2 separate regions of the Danio rerio genome follow, and region 1 is linked to region 2. A link is a contact called in public Hi-C data. All regions are on one chromosome and are shown on one strand. The core of a region is the stretch at or near the end of the contact, and the rest is flanking DNA. Distances in the headings are between cores, read along the strand shown.

Region 1 (7,129 bases), core at 2,328-4,827, 220 kb before region 2:
TGCATTATTAACTGTTCATTAGTAGTTATAAAGTATGATTTTATTCCAAATCTTCAATCCCACCCCAAATCTAAAACTAGCTTCCACCTTACTAGCCATTAATAAGCAGCTAATTAGCAGTTTATTGAGCTAATAGTCTTAGTTATAATGGTTTCTTGATAGCATGAACTGTGACTTAAACGAAAGTGCTACCAATAAACCAATACATTTTAGAGGCACACAATTTTACTGGGAGGATTTTTGGTTTCTCCGGGTGTTATAACTCCATAAATACTGTAATCAGCCAGAAAAATTATGATAAATGTTGTATTTATTTTTAAAATCCGTAATTAGGTAAAATGTGTATGGACATACTCACCGGTAAAAACATTATAGACTATATAGGTGTATGTCAGTGCTGCTGAAGTGTTGATTAATGTCATATTGCATAATTAGAAAACATGGTAACCCTTTAGGTCAAACCATTAACTTACAGTACTAGCTTGTTAAGCTTATCACTAGCTCATTACTAATAATTAGCTGCTTATTAATAGTAAGTAAGGTAGAGGTTGGGTTAGTTTTGGGTATGGATAATGGATGTAGAATAAAATCATACTTTATAACTAATAATAAACAGTTAATATCTTAATAATAAGCAGGTTATAAGCCAGTTGTCATGGTCCTGACCTGACAGTCTTGTCTGTCCTGTCGGTGTTTAATGTTTGCTCGTTTGTCCTGTGCATATTTACATTGCTAAGTCTTAAATTGTGTTGGCCATGTGCTCCTGTTGTCTTTCCTCCTTGCTTTCAGTGACCCCGCCCTCTTATTTAGACCTTGTTATCCTGATTGTTTTCACCTGTCTCTCGTGTGCTTTGTTCTATATAATTTGCTGTGTGTTCTCATTTGTTTGCTGGTTCATTCCATGTGAGTTTGTCTTGTATCCTTGCCTTGCATCTGTACTAAGCTTTTGGTCTTGCCTGTTCTAGATCGCTTGTCTATTTATTGTTTGTTTGTAGCTATTAATTTCTTTCATTGTTTCTAGTGTTTACTTATTTTTGTGTTCTAATCTTTATTTTACTTTTACCCTTAGAGCCATTGTTCCGTTTTTCTGTCAGTCTCAGTCTTCTTAGTAGATAATAATTAGTAGTTGTTTGATTTGTTTAAATACTCTCTTTAAGATTCTAAAAGTCTTTATTTCAGTTTTGTTTTTATCAGATTGCTAAAGTCTGTCTTTCTGTCTTCGAGTATTTAGATTTTATTTTATTTCAGTTTTAGTTTATCTTATTGTATATTATCACTGTCTGTTTGTTGTCCTGTCTTGTGTCTTATAATTTTACAGTCCTATTCCGTATCCTGACCTCCCTGGTCTGACAGTCTGGAGTTTAGGTGGCCTGCTCCAGGATCTAGATCCGGTTTTGACCACTGTCCTGGCTGGCTGTTCATTTTAGTACTATCTTGTCACTACCACTGGCTTCCTTGTGTTGTTGCCCCTACCGTTTGGACCTTATCATCCCCCTATATGTCTACTTGCGCCTTATTCTGTCAATAAACCCCTTTGTATTGTTCAATGCTGCAACTGGGTCTGTTTTCTTGCATTCAAACATGACACCAGTAGCGTGAATTGTGACCTAAATTGTTACTGAAAACATTTGAGAAAACAGCATTTGTTAAGTGTATTGTAATAGAAATTTGATAAAGAGCCAAAAATCTATTGGATGTATTTTGGATGTTTTGTTTTTACATGAAACTTATGATAATCATGTCAAAACAAACTTGCAAATGAGGGTCAAAATAAATAAAACCCAGCCATATCATGACTATTACCGGGAAACATCACCAGAAAAGTGGCCAATTCATACAAATTCATGTAATTTCAGTTGTGTGAAAACATATGAAAATGTTTGGCATGCCCCCAAACCCCAGCCATCATTGCGGGATAAGCAAATCTTACTAAAATGTACTGATAAGATTATATACATTAATTCAAAATTCACCACTGATTAAAAAAAGTTACAAATTGTCATGAGATTGTTGAATAAAACCCATTATTGTCAGTTAAGGAAACGTGTCAAAGGTTACCTGAAAATAAACTTGTTCTTTATTCCAGTGGGCCACTCTCAGGATCCAAAGAGGACAGAAAGAACAGCCAACACTGCCATTACAGCTAGCTAACGGTGAGAGAAAATCTGTCAATGCAAGCAAGACATCATGTGCATACAAAGGTTTGATTTCATGATGATGTTAGGACAGTGTCATGTGAAGCCACAGCTTCCTCTTCATTTTGTTGAGGACAACTGTTAGATAATAATTAACATGTTAGATTTCATTTGCTCCTTTTGTTGTTTAGTGTTAGCATTGTAAGTGAATTGATATGACTACAAAAGCCCCCCTTTGATTTTTTTCTTTTTTTTAATATTTCCCAAAAGATGTTTAACGGAGCAAGGAAATTTTGACAGTATAAAATAAAGTATTTAGTCTAAAATATTTTTGGAGAATATTTTTTTTCTGGAGAAAGTCTTATTTGTTCTATTTCGGCTAGAATAAAAGCAGCTTTAAATTTTTTTAAAACCATTTTAAGGTAAAAATTATTAGCCCCTTCATTTCGGTTAATTTTGCCAACCGACAACTGCTGCTTGTTAACCGAATGTTAACGGATCAATATAACATTATTATTTTATTAAAAAAATATGAATTAATGTGTCTATTTTGTGTCTGACACATTAAATATTGCATTTTAAAATCCTGATTTATTTTAACATGTGAACAACAGCATACAGAACATACGGAGATACTGTATCATTATCAAGTCATTGGATTTGTTGGATTTGTAGATTAGGCTATGTAAGCTATTTTTAAAATGGATATTTTATAAGAACTACACTATTAACTGTAATTTTCCAAATGGAAAAAGTTGGTTTGTTGGTTGTACACTAAATCTGACTTTTTTGTCCAATTGTGTAAATAAACGGAGGTGTTTATGTCTCGGATCCAAGAGAGAGGCATCACCATCAGCGCTGGTTTGGCATCAACTTGTCTGTGTCAAACTGTGACCAGCAATGTCCTTTTATTTTGCTTCTCTGGCAAAAATAGGTCTGTAGGCATGTGTGGTTGCATGTGTTACCATCCTGCGAGTTAACAAATATGTGTTGCACATTTATGCAGCCAAACTTAAAAAAAAAAAAAACAGCAATAATAATATTTTTAAATCGTTTAACTGATACCATCAATTGGTTAAAAACACACCCTTTCGGTTAACGGTTAATTGGTTATTATGGGCATCCCTAAAAGAAACAAAAGAGGTTTTAGTTTTAGTTCTGTCCTTAGTTCTATCTTCCTGTTTAGTTGACACTTTTCAAATAGAGAAGGAAAATAATGTCCTTGCTTTTGTTATTGGCCTGATGCCTGTCAGTGTGTTTAACCTACTGTAACTGCTATTGCAGCAAGTGACACATTTCATAATTTCAGTTGAGCTTATTTATGAACTTTACCCAGCTTTACAGACATTTTAGGTTGTATGAATCATGACCTAAAGACACTTTTGAAATAAAACTCTGCCTGGACAAAAAAAAAAGAGTCTTTTTTATTTAAGTAAAAGTCAAAAACTTAGGATACTGATGACTCTAGATGTTTATCGCAGCTTTCTTATGCAGTGTGTTGCACAGAATTCTGTACATTAGATGAAGGCCAACGAGAAACGAGGTTTCTTTTTGACATTGCAGCGAGACGTTGTTACAAAAGGCATTTTGGGATTCCTTTTTCACCCCAACAGTTTTGTGAATAAAATGCACTGTATAATAATCAGGCAAATTATGTAGAAACAAATCCTTCTGTAGAAAAACACTTCAAAATATATAGATATAAAAAACTAATGTTTGCCATATGTAGGTTTCTGTTTTGTCTTGTCTCATTTCAGATTCATCATGTGTTTTATAGGGATCATCGAAAAAGATGACGGCTCTATGGAAGAAGAAATCGTAGAGCTGCGTCGCTCTCATCCTAAAAATCTGGCAGAGGGAAACTTTACGCTGTGTGACGCCTTCTATTTCTGTAAGAAAGGCATAGAGAACATTGTGGAGGATCAGGTGACTCAGCGCTTCTCTTCAGAGGAACTGGCCTCCTGGAATCTTCTCACACGAACCAATAACAACTTTCGATACATCAGCGTGCGCCTCACCATCATATGGGGCCTGGGAGTTTTTGTACGTTACTGTGTCTTATTGCCTCTCAGGTGAGTGCTATTTCCAATTGAAAAGACATGTTTTATGCTATGATATGATCATCAAGGATATATTCAGTTGATCAAAAGTGACAGAGAAGACTTTAACACTGTTGCAAAGCCAGATTGTATTCATCAAAACATGCTGAAAAAGTATTATTATATATTACAGCACAATATTACTGTTTTACAATTATATTTATCAAATAAATGATAAGGCAGCAAGAGACTTATATATATACAGACTACTCTCTACTACTCTGTTTCTCTGGATTTACAATTTATACTGATGTTTGAGTAAAATACTTTTTTTTTTAATAATTTTTTTTTCTAAGTCCTGATAAGATTACTTATAATTTAATTTAAATTAGCTTAAATAACAAATATATGCTATATTCTGACATGTTTATAATTATTTTTGGACAATACAATGCCAATGTTTAAAAAAATATATATATATTTTTTTTAATATGATGGCTATTCTGTTGTTTGCTTAAAAAAAAAAAAAAAAAAAAAAAATATATATATATATATATATATATATATATATATATATATATATTTATATATTTATTAAATATATATATAAATTAAGTAATTAATTATAAAAATACACAAATAAATAAAAGTGCCCTAAATTGCAATAAATTTGTGTGAAATTATGAAGAAATACTTTCAGACCTTTATAGAATATTACAAATATTAATATTTTACTCAAAGTTATACCTATTAAATGCAGATGAACTGAGAATTTTCAGTTTTCTAATTTTCTAAGTGGTTTCCTAATTTCTCCTTAGCTGCAAACAGTACAAACTTGCATTGTCAAATCATTTTCTTTATACTTAAGTTAATCTCTTGCTCCTAGTTCTGATTATTGTGACCTGTAATTGTCAGCTAAATGTTTTTTTGAGTATATTAAATCATGCTATTGTTCTTTGTCATAGGATCACTTTAGCAGTCATTGGATTGAGCTGGTTGGTGATTGGAACTACTCTAGTTGGATTTCTTCCTAACAGCAAGTAATTAATACTGGATGTCATTATGTATTATATAATGTTGTTTTAATCTTACAGAGCAATTGAATAATCCATAACACTTAAAAAATAAAAGCTCCACAACTGGTTTTCATAGAAATGTCATACAGTAAAACCTTTTAACAAATAACCAATAAAATATATTATTAATAAATATATAAGGTTCTTTGTGGAACCATCAATACTAATTCAGAACCTTTATTTTTGTGTACAATAACTTAAAGTTCTCTCAAGTCCAGCTGTTTGCTATATATGGGTGAAATGCTTAATTTACTAAAGGGAAGGTCTGTCTTTTGCAGGGTGAAGAACTGGCTCAGTGATTTAGTTCATATTACATGCTACAGAATATGTGCCAGAGGCCTGTCTGCTACTATCCGTTATCATAATAAGTGAGTCACTGCTTCTTTTTTTAACACAGTCTTTCCACTTTAATCCCATTATATCACTGTGTTCAGTTCCCCTCTGCTTCTCATTATTCTTCACAAACGCTTTATCTCTCATGCATGCAAATGTAAAACAAATACCCAAACAGTTGACTAAAACATTAAATATTATTCACTGTAGGACTTTTCTAAAAGTATTTAAAGGTGCAGTATGTAAGTTTGACACCCAGTGGTTTACAGATAGAGGACATGAGTGAGTGATTTAAACCGTGTTCTAAATTAAAGCATTGGCATATGATAAAAGGAATATTTTCCATATTAAAAGGAGTTTTTGTCCTAACCAACACCTCAAATTGATATTTTAGAAATGGCTTTTATTTCTCACATGTGAACAACAGAAAACCTGTGCTTCATTCAGTGTTAAATGCTAACAATGCTAGTTTAAATACCATTTTACATGACATGTATTGCCATACTATTGAAAGCAGCAGCAGATAGTTCACCTCAGATCTTGAAATAAACCTTTATAAACCATTATAAACCTTTCCATTTCGTGAGTGAATGCATATTCTGTGCTTCTGAAAGGCTGTATTTATTGTATTTGTATGACTGGTGCAAACAGCAAAATTGCTCATCACTTTGTATCTCCTCATGAAGCATGTTGTTTGGACACACGGGGTTACAATGTAACTTTCTTACCAAATGTTTATGTTCGTAATATTTATATTATTTGCTAATTAATAACCTGATGTGGAATCTGCGTCTCATTTTGGAGTCTGCTGTTGTCCAGTGGAGGTCGCATTTCTCTTATGGACACATGCTTTGAGAGCCTTTCTGAATGAATGAATTAAATATGTAGTTTTCCATCAAGGCAACCCGGTAAAATAAAATAAAATAAAATATAATATAATATAATATAATATAATATAATATAATATAATATAATATAATATAATATAATATAGCAGCATTGGGCAGGTTAAAATTACCATAACAAAGTCGGAAAACACATTTTCAAAGCAGAAAATCTGACTTCAGGATTGTTTTTCAGATAAAAAAGAATTTTCACTTGGCATGTTTCTTAAATGTCTTCAAACTTATGGTATTTTATGCTTTAGAAGAGTCAAAAACTTACATATAGCAGTTTTAAGTTAATTATTTTAAGTATTTTTAAGTATTTAAGTATACTTTAGGTAACATTGCATATTTTTACAGCACTTTTGGGTACGTTTAGAAAGTAAAACTGCTCCCGATTTATGTGGGTCTTAAAAAGTTTCAATACACTGTTTTAAGGCCATAAGAAAGAAAGTCTTTTGGCCATAAATGTTAAATGTCTCCAGATATGAAATATTTGGCAAATATCTATTGTGTTAACCTTTGCATCCTCTCCCCGTGTTGGCGTGGGTTTCCAAGTCCAAAGACAAGCGCTAAAGGTGAACTTAATTAATTGTCCATAGTGAAACAGTATGTGTGTGAATTAGTGTGTATGGGTGTTTCCCAGTACTGGGTTGCGACTG
Region 2 (6,506 bases), core at 649-3,148:
TTAATAAACAGATAAATTATGATTCATTACAAAATTAACAAATAAATAAATAAAATAAACTCAGCATGCCAAATGGACATTACTATAACAGTCTGTTCGGAAATTAAAGTGATTATTCCTGTCTTAACCTGCTGGAAAAATAAATCATTTTGAATCAGCTTTTGAGGAAAAAAAACTTAAATTAAAATTATTTTCATGACTAATCTGGAGAGCTGGAAAAATATTTTAAAATAAACTTTCAAGGAAAAAACAGGGAATTACATTAAACATATTTACAGAAAAAATACGAGCAGGGTTAAGAGGTTTTCAGATCTATAGCCTATTATTGCAATAATTGTAATAAATATTTGCAAAAGAGCATATTGCATTTTCATTTATTCATTCATTTTAAATTATTTTAACGCGTGAAATAGGCTAAATACAATAGTCTGTAATTGAACATTAAAACGAGACTGCTCCTGTAAATAGCCAACAATGATATAGAAAATAAATTAGTAAATAAAAGTCATAAATTAAAGCATTGCAAACTGTTGAAGAAACATATTATGCCGACCCTCCCATGCATCATCCTCCATCATCCCCCGAATTCTCTGACTTGTATGATAGATAGATAGATAGATAGATAGATAGATAGATAGATAGATAGATAGATAGATAGATAGATAGATAGATAGATAGATAGATAGATAGATAGATAGATAGATAGATTTCCTCGTTCCTTCGTCATAAACTATTGGGTGTCTTACCTTGACTTGACTCTCTGTCATTCCTAAAGAGTAGGCTAGTCGGGCTCTTTCAGGGCCGGCTAAATATTTCGTTTGCTCAAATGTTTTTTCCAGTGCAAAAATTTGCTGCCCGGAAAACGTCGGTCGCGTGTGTTTCCTTTTCCCATCTTTGTCGAGCAGAACTGAGTTTTGATCTGTAAAGGAAGACAATCCAAATTAGCTAATGATATTTTCGCATCCTTTAATGGTGATTATGTTTGTTATTATTGTTAATAAGTTATCATTCAGACGCTACAACAAAAAGTGCACTTACGTGGTGAGCACGCAAATCTGGCATCTCTCCAGTGTGGGCTTTGCATAACTCCAGGCCAGAATATCGGGGTTCTGCCGGGAAGCTCTGTCAGGGGTTTGGGATAGCGAGCCACCGCTACAGCCGCGGCACTAGGGCTGAAATAAAGCCCTGGAGGCGGTGGGGGACTCAGGCTGCTGAAACGGGGCAGTCCAGACAAGATTCCTGCGGGAGAACAAGCCACCGAGGGTCGGCTGAGGATGTCGTTTATTCCGTGAGGTGTGGCGATCGCGCACTGCTGGGCTGATGCGAGAGCTGAAAGTCCACTGGAGGTTTTGATCCCCGGGGACGAGACCGGGATCCCACCTGGATTCGGAGAGGTAGCTGTCGGTGAAGTGGAGGATGCTGGTCCAGTGGAAGATAACGGGTAGGCTGGGTAAAGCGGCGTCTTCATCTCGGTCATACTGTGTAAAGCAGCTAAAGGTGGGGTATTGAGTAGGAAAGCGCTTTGGCGAGACCCGTCCATTTGCCCCACCGCTAACATAACCAAGACACAAACTACAACTTTAACTAAATATCGCGCAAGAAGCAGGACAGTGACCCGGGAAAACGTGAAAACAAACGCAGAATACTAAATGAAGAGGAGAAACGAAAAATAAACAAAAGACACCTTGCGATATGGAGCCAAAAAAGTAATTTCTCTAAAAAAATCCCAATCAGTTGTACTGGAGCTTCATACTCATCTCCTCTGGCCAATATCCATTCTGTTCTTTTAGATCTTGCATGATACAACAGAGCGTCGTCCTTTCAAAAGAGTGTTTTTGAAATCTATAAATAAAAAGAGAGTCTTTCTGGGTAGTTCACATGAAGATCTGGGAGATAATAAAACATTTTCATCAACCTGCTGTCTTTTGCTGCAAAAAGTCAAAACTTTGAGAGCGTGCATGGGAAAGTAGAGGGGCTCGGCGCGATCTGATTGGCCGAGGGCGGCAGTGACGCGACTCGTGTCAGCTGAGTGTCTGAACTGAATTTAGGAGTCTGTCCTCATTGGTTCTCATTTGCACATTAAAAGAGCTGCCATCCGACCCACTATTAAATACAAAAAGGGGACAAAATCAATCTAGTCAATTTGAGATCTATTTCTTAAATAAAGGGACATCTGCATGCGTGCCGGTCATGTGAGGCGCTCGGATATCTGATGAGCTGGAAAGTCTCTGCGGACAGGCTTAAACACTCCGCAGATAAATCACGAAACAATCGCACATTCATGAAGCTCGAATAAATACCTAAATCATATTTTACTTCAGCTCCGATATCCAAGTTAAAATTGCTTCCCATCATCTTCTCAGACAATCCTTTCTAGCACTTTTCTGTCAGAGTACTATTATTGGCCTTTTTTGAGTTAATATAAATTAATAATAAATTAAGTCTTAAAGGTTCTGTTTCTATCAATGTATGACTATCTGCAACGGAAATAAACAGTAGCCTGTAACCTAAATTACTGCACAAAAGATAATGAAGCTAATTTGGAGACACTATATTATTTAATAAAATTATGCAAGACAATGAAATAAAAACTATTTTGTGAGATGGTATATCTCTTTCTCGTTTTCTCAACAAAACCACCTGATATGGCCTGATGCAAAATGTAAGTGTTGCAGCATCTAGTGGTAACAGAGTGAAATACCAGATGCTGGGAAATGACAACTGGCCCCGCTTTTCATCACATAAATTGATGTAGGCCTATTTATTTTGGTTAGGATGTACACAAAACCCTCCCTAAATTTTGATTCACTTAGAGCAACAATTATTTTTAGGTCTAAACATTAAAAATATAACAGATAAGTAACATTGCACATATATATGTGTGTGTGTGTGTGTATATATATATATATATATACACATACACACATATATACACACATGTATGTATATATATATATATATATATATATATATTTATATACACACACACACATATATATATATACACACACACACACACACACACACACACATATATATATATATATATATATATATATATATATTACTTGCACTAAATGTGCTTCATATTTTGGTGATATGATAGATTTGATGTGTGAACGTGTGTGCTAAATTACGCAGCTCAATAGGGAAAAAAGCTCAACCCTTTTTTTTTTTTTGCATTACTCGTCGATGGAAATAGTGGTGCTACGTTGCCCTCTATTGGTGATTGCAGCACTGTGCAGTTTAGTAAAAATCCACAATATGAGGGGTTCCCAAACCTTTCAGCCCACGAGGCCACGACCCCCAAAATAACAAGGCCAGTGGCTTGTGACCCCGGCATTCCTCGGAGGCATAAATGTACAAATATAGCATACACAGCAATATGCCTATATAAACACAAGCATATTGACAACACAAAAAAGTGTAACAGACTAACAACGAGGCTATAATTTATATAGTCATTTAATTCAATATTACCCTCACCTAATGAGACTGGTGGGCACAATGTTTTCAGCACAAGTCTATTCTTGGTTTAATTTTGAAGACCGCCACTCAGAAATCATTGGCAATATTCAGTTGTGACCTGCATTTATTTTAATGTATGATTGCCATAAAGGTGTCAAAGTTTAAACCGGTGCTGTAAGATCAGTTTGCTGCAGCTGACGCTATTGCTGTGGTTAATTTAACAAACACACATGTTGTTGCTTTTTAATGTAACTATTAACTACTATTTTTATCTTCTGTGGGTTATGGATAAAATACTGTAACTCAAAGTATAAAACTTCTTTGACTTTTGAAAATCACCAAGCGACCCCTTAATTGTTCGCCGGCACCCACTTTATGAACCACTGTACTACAAAATGATAATAGGAAATGCTAAATATTCAGGTTTTGGAAATTATTAAACGTGAAATCCCTTTACACTATAGTTGTGTTAAGCAGAACACATTTGCTTTCTGTCAGCTACGCATATTTCTTGAAATAGAAAGTTTCACTTTCAAATGAAAAATTGATACTTTGTTTTCAGATCTTTATAGAAGAAAAAATGTACTCTCTCTTATATGTGAAAAATCCAGCAAAAACAGAAAGACAAGCCTTAATATTGTCCATAGCTCTTGGAGTAGAAATACATTTCTCATGTGTAGTTTGATTTACAGATTGTCTGGCTCAAGTTTTTTGATCTGAAAGAAACTCCTCTACTAAATGACTAAAAAGCAACTTTAACCATAAATCTGACTTGAACAAATTAACTACATGGTCAAAAATAAATTCTTTTAACCAAAGAAAACAAATGAAGATCTTTGAGTGTCCTCTAAATCTTAAGAAAACAGTATCACCAATAAATACAGCAAAAACATTTTTCCTTTAACAAGGTATTCAAATTACAGGCCAATGGAATCCAGGACGTGATTGTGTTCTGAATGTTGTTTTGCACATTAGTTTATATTTATTGAGATATTTCTGTTATACAAACAGTAATATACCTGAACTGTTAAGTCATATTTTTAAAAGCAAGGGCTTTTAATAGCCATCACACTTTTAACAGCAGTAATAACAAAGGCTGCAGATCTGGATAATCTCTTCCAATTGTGACTATCCATATTTTTTACATCATCTTTTAAAAGCAACTCCTATCTGATTGTCAGCATTTACACAGCACACTGCAAAGGCACAATGGCCAGGGGGGAAAAAAAAAAGCAGGCACTGACTATCAGCTGATAATAAATGAGCACCCTTTTCTCTGTTCCTGTATTTAATCTGTTCGGGTTTTTTTTTTTTTATTCTATTGGTCATCTTTTAATTTAGGCCTTTTAAACCAGTTGGCATTTTAATGTAATGTCCATGGTGTAACTTTTTGCACGATGTGTGCAATGGTTTTATATTAGTTTATATTGGTTACGTGGCGGATATTGCGATCCCTCTCACCCTCATTAATTGTGCTACATGATGTTATACAATATAAAAGCTTTTTTAGTCCTCGTGTATGATATTTAAAGTTTGCAACTCTGGTTTTTAAATGATGCTCGGCTCACACTGGCAGGTAAAAATCCGATCTACCTGCTTAAACTGCAGATAGGAGGGCACATCAGATTACTATCGGATAAACTTCCACATATTAACAAGTCCTGAATCTGATTTGAGTAAATCGGAATCCATGTAATTTTTTCCTGCTTACATGTACATGGGCTTTATCCGATCTGTGCCACATGGAAGAAAAAAAAATAAATCGAGAGTTGATTTACTTGAACAATGCAGTGAGAATGCAGCCTAATTAAAAAAAAAAGACTGAGTCATGGTGTAGTACGAATGTTGGACTTTATTTACATTTACTCCCGAGCCATAAGCTTCTGCTTCTTCAGTTTCTTCTGAGAAACCTGCAGAAAGACAGAAAATGAATGATTACCGTGCATTCACCAACAGCAGATCCTAATGTAAGAGTCATTTACACAAATGCACCCAACACACAACAGCTGCTCAGAAACTCGTCTCTTCATTAATTCAGAGGTGTCCTAAGTGGTGGTCATCATTACAGCCATGTGTACTGCACTCATGAGGAATATTCCTCATCATACCTTTTTCTTCTGAGAAACTTCCTCCTCAGGTTTGGGAACGATCTGCTCCTTCTCGGTGAGGATCATCTCGATATGGCAAGGGGAGCTCATGTAGGGGTTGATGCGTCCGTGAGCGCGGTAGGTACGTCGCCGCATCTTTGGGGCCTTGTTTACCTGGATGTGCTCGATCACCAGAGAGTCCACATCCAAACCCTATAAATAAATGCAACAACAGGAGATTAAATACAGCCAAGCCAGGATGACCGTAGGAGGAGGAGAAAAAAGAAAAAAGTCAAACTCATAATTGTAAAAAGTCTATTGTAATTTGAAATGTAGACTTATCCAGCGTAAATGTTCATACCTTGAGCTCAGCATTGCTTTCTGCGTTCTTCAGCATGTGCAGGAGGAACTCTGCGCTCTTCTTAGGCCAGCGTCCCTGTGTCCAATCATGCTGCTTAGCCTAAAAATTCAGATGAACAAGGTTAACCAAGTTCTTTATTCAACTTTGACATTATGCTACAACAGTCCAAAAGCTTTTTTTTCCTTAAAAAAAAAAAAAAAAGTATTTAACAAAGATGTAGTAAAACGATCAGATTTCATAATATATACGAATATATTATATATATCTAGTTTCACATTCAAAGCATGCGATTTATTTTCCAAACAACTTTTATAATGCAATTAAAACAAATTTAGACCCTACAGGAAATGTTCTACCAAATATTCCGCCACTGTTGGGTTACTTTATAGTTCATAAAAAAAAATTTAAAATTTAACAATTTCTTAAATTAAATTAAATTAAATTCTTACGTTTCAAAAAAAATTAAATTACTTGACTCAACACTAAATATCCCTATAGACCAGGGGTCACCAGTTTTGTTTTTGGAAGTCCAGTGCCCTGCAGGGTTTAGCTCCAACTTGCCTCAACACACCTGCCTTGGTGTTTCAAGT

What was found. Hi-C and Micro-C count contacts between places; a contact is called where the count stands out from the background.
Region 1: a contact with region 2 is called in a Hi-C map of embryo, with 4 times the contacts expected there. The contact joins the enhancer-like site here to the promoter of nkx6.1 in region 2. A contact is called at or near these places in 8 of 18 Hi-C or Micro-C datasets (caudal fin, embryo, fibroblasts and 2 more) and 2 of 4 datasets of contacts at active chromatin or transcription factors (embryo and gastrula embryo).

The regions. Positions count from the first base shown.
Region 1 is chr21:20,654,274-20,661,402 of GRCz12tu, reverse strand. gpat3 (glycerol-3-phosphate acyltransferase 3) reads left to right here. Exons shown (of 13, transcript NM_001002685.1): 3 at 2,087-2,153; 4 at 3,913-4,207; 5 at 5,140-5,214; 6 at 5,529-5,618. Among named protein-coding and RNA genes, the nearest start is that of gpat3, 6.6 kb to the left of the region's middle. Within about 2 kb of position 3,577, at least 3 of the 62 cell types and tissues checked have an H3K27ac peak or open chromatin away from gene starts, as enhancers often do.
Region 2 is chr21:20,433,076-20,439,581 of GRCz12tu, reverse strand. It overlaps nkx6.1 (NK6 homeobox 1), which reads right to left and starts at 1,898. Exons shown (of 3, transcript NM_001002475.1): 1 at 1,039-1,898; 2 at 747-919. The coding sequence starts at 1,558. rpl17 (ribosomal protein L17) reads right to left here. Exons shown (of 7, transcript NM_001243037.2): 5 at 5,917-6,015; 6 at 5,577-5,768; 7 at 5,298-5,378. The coding sequence ends at 5,331. LOC137488882 (small nucleolar RNA SNORD58) reads right to left here and starts at 5,536; the gene lies at 5,474-5,536.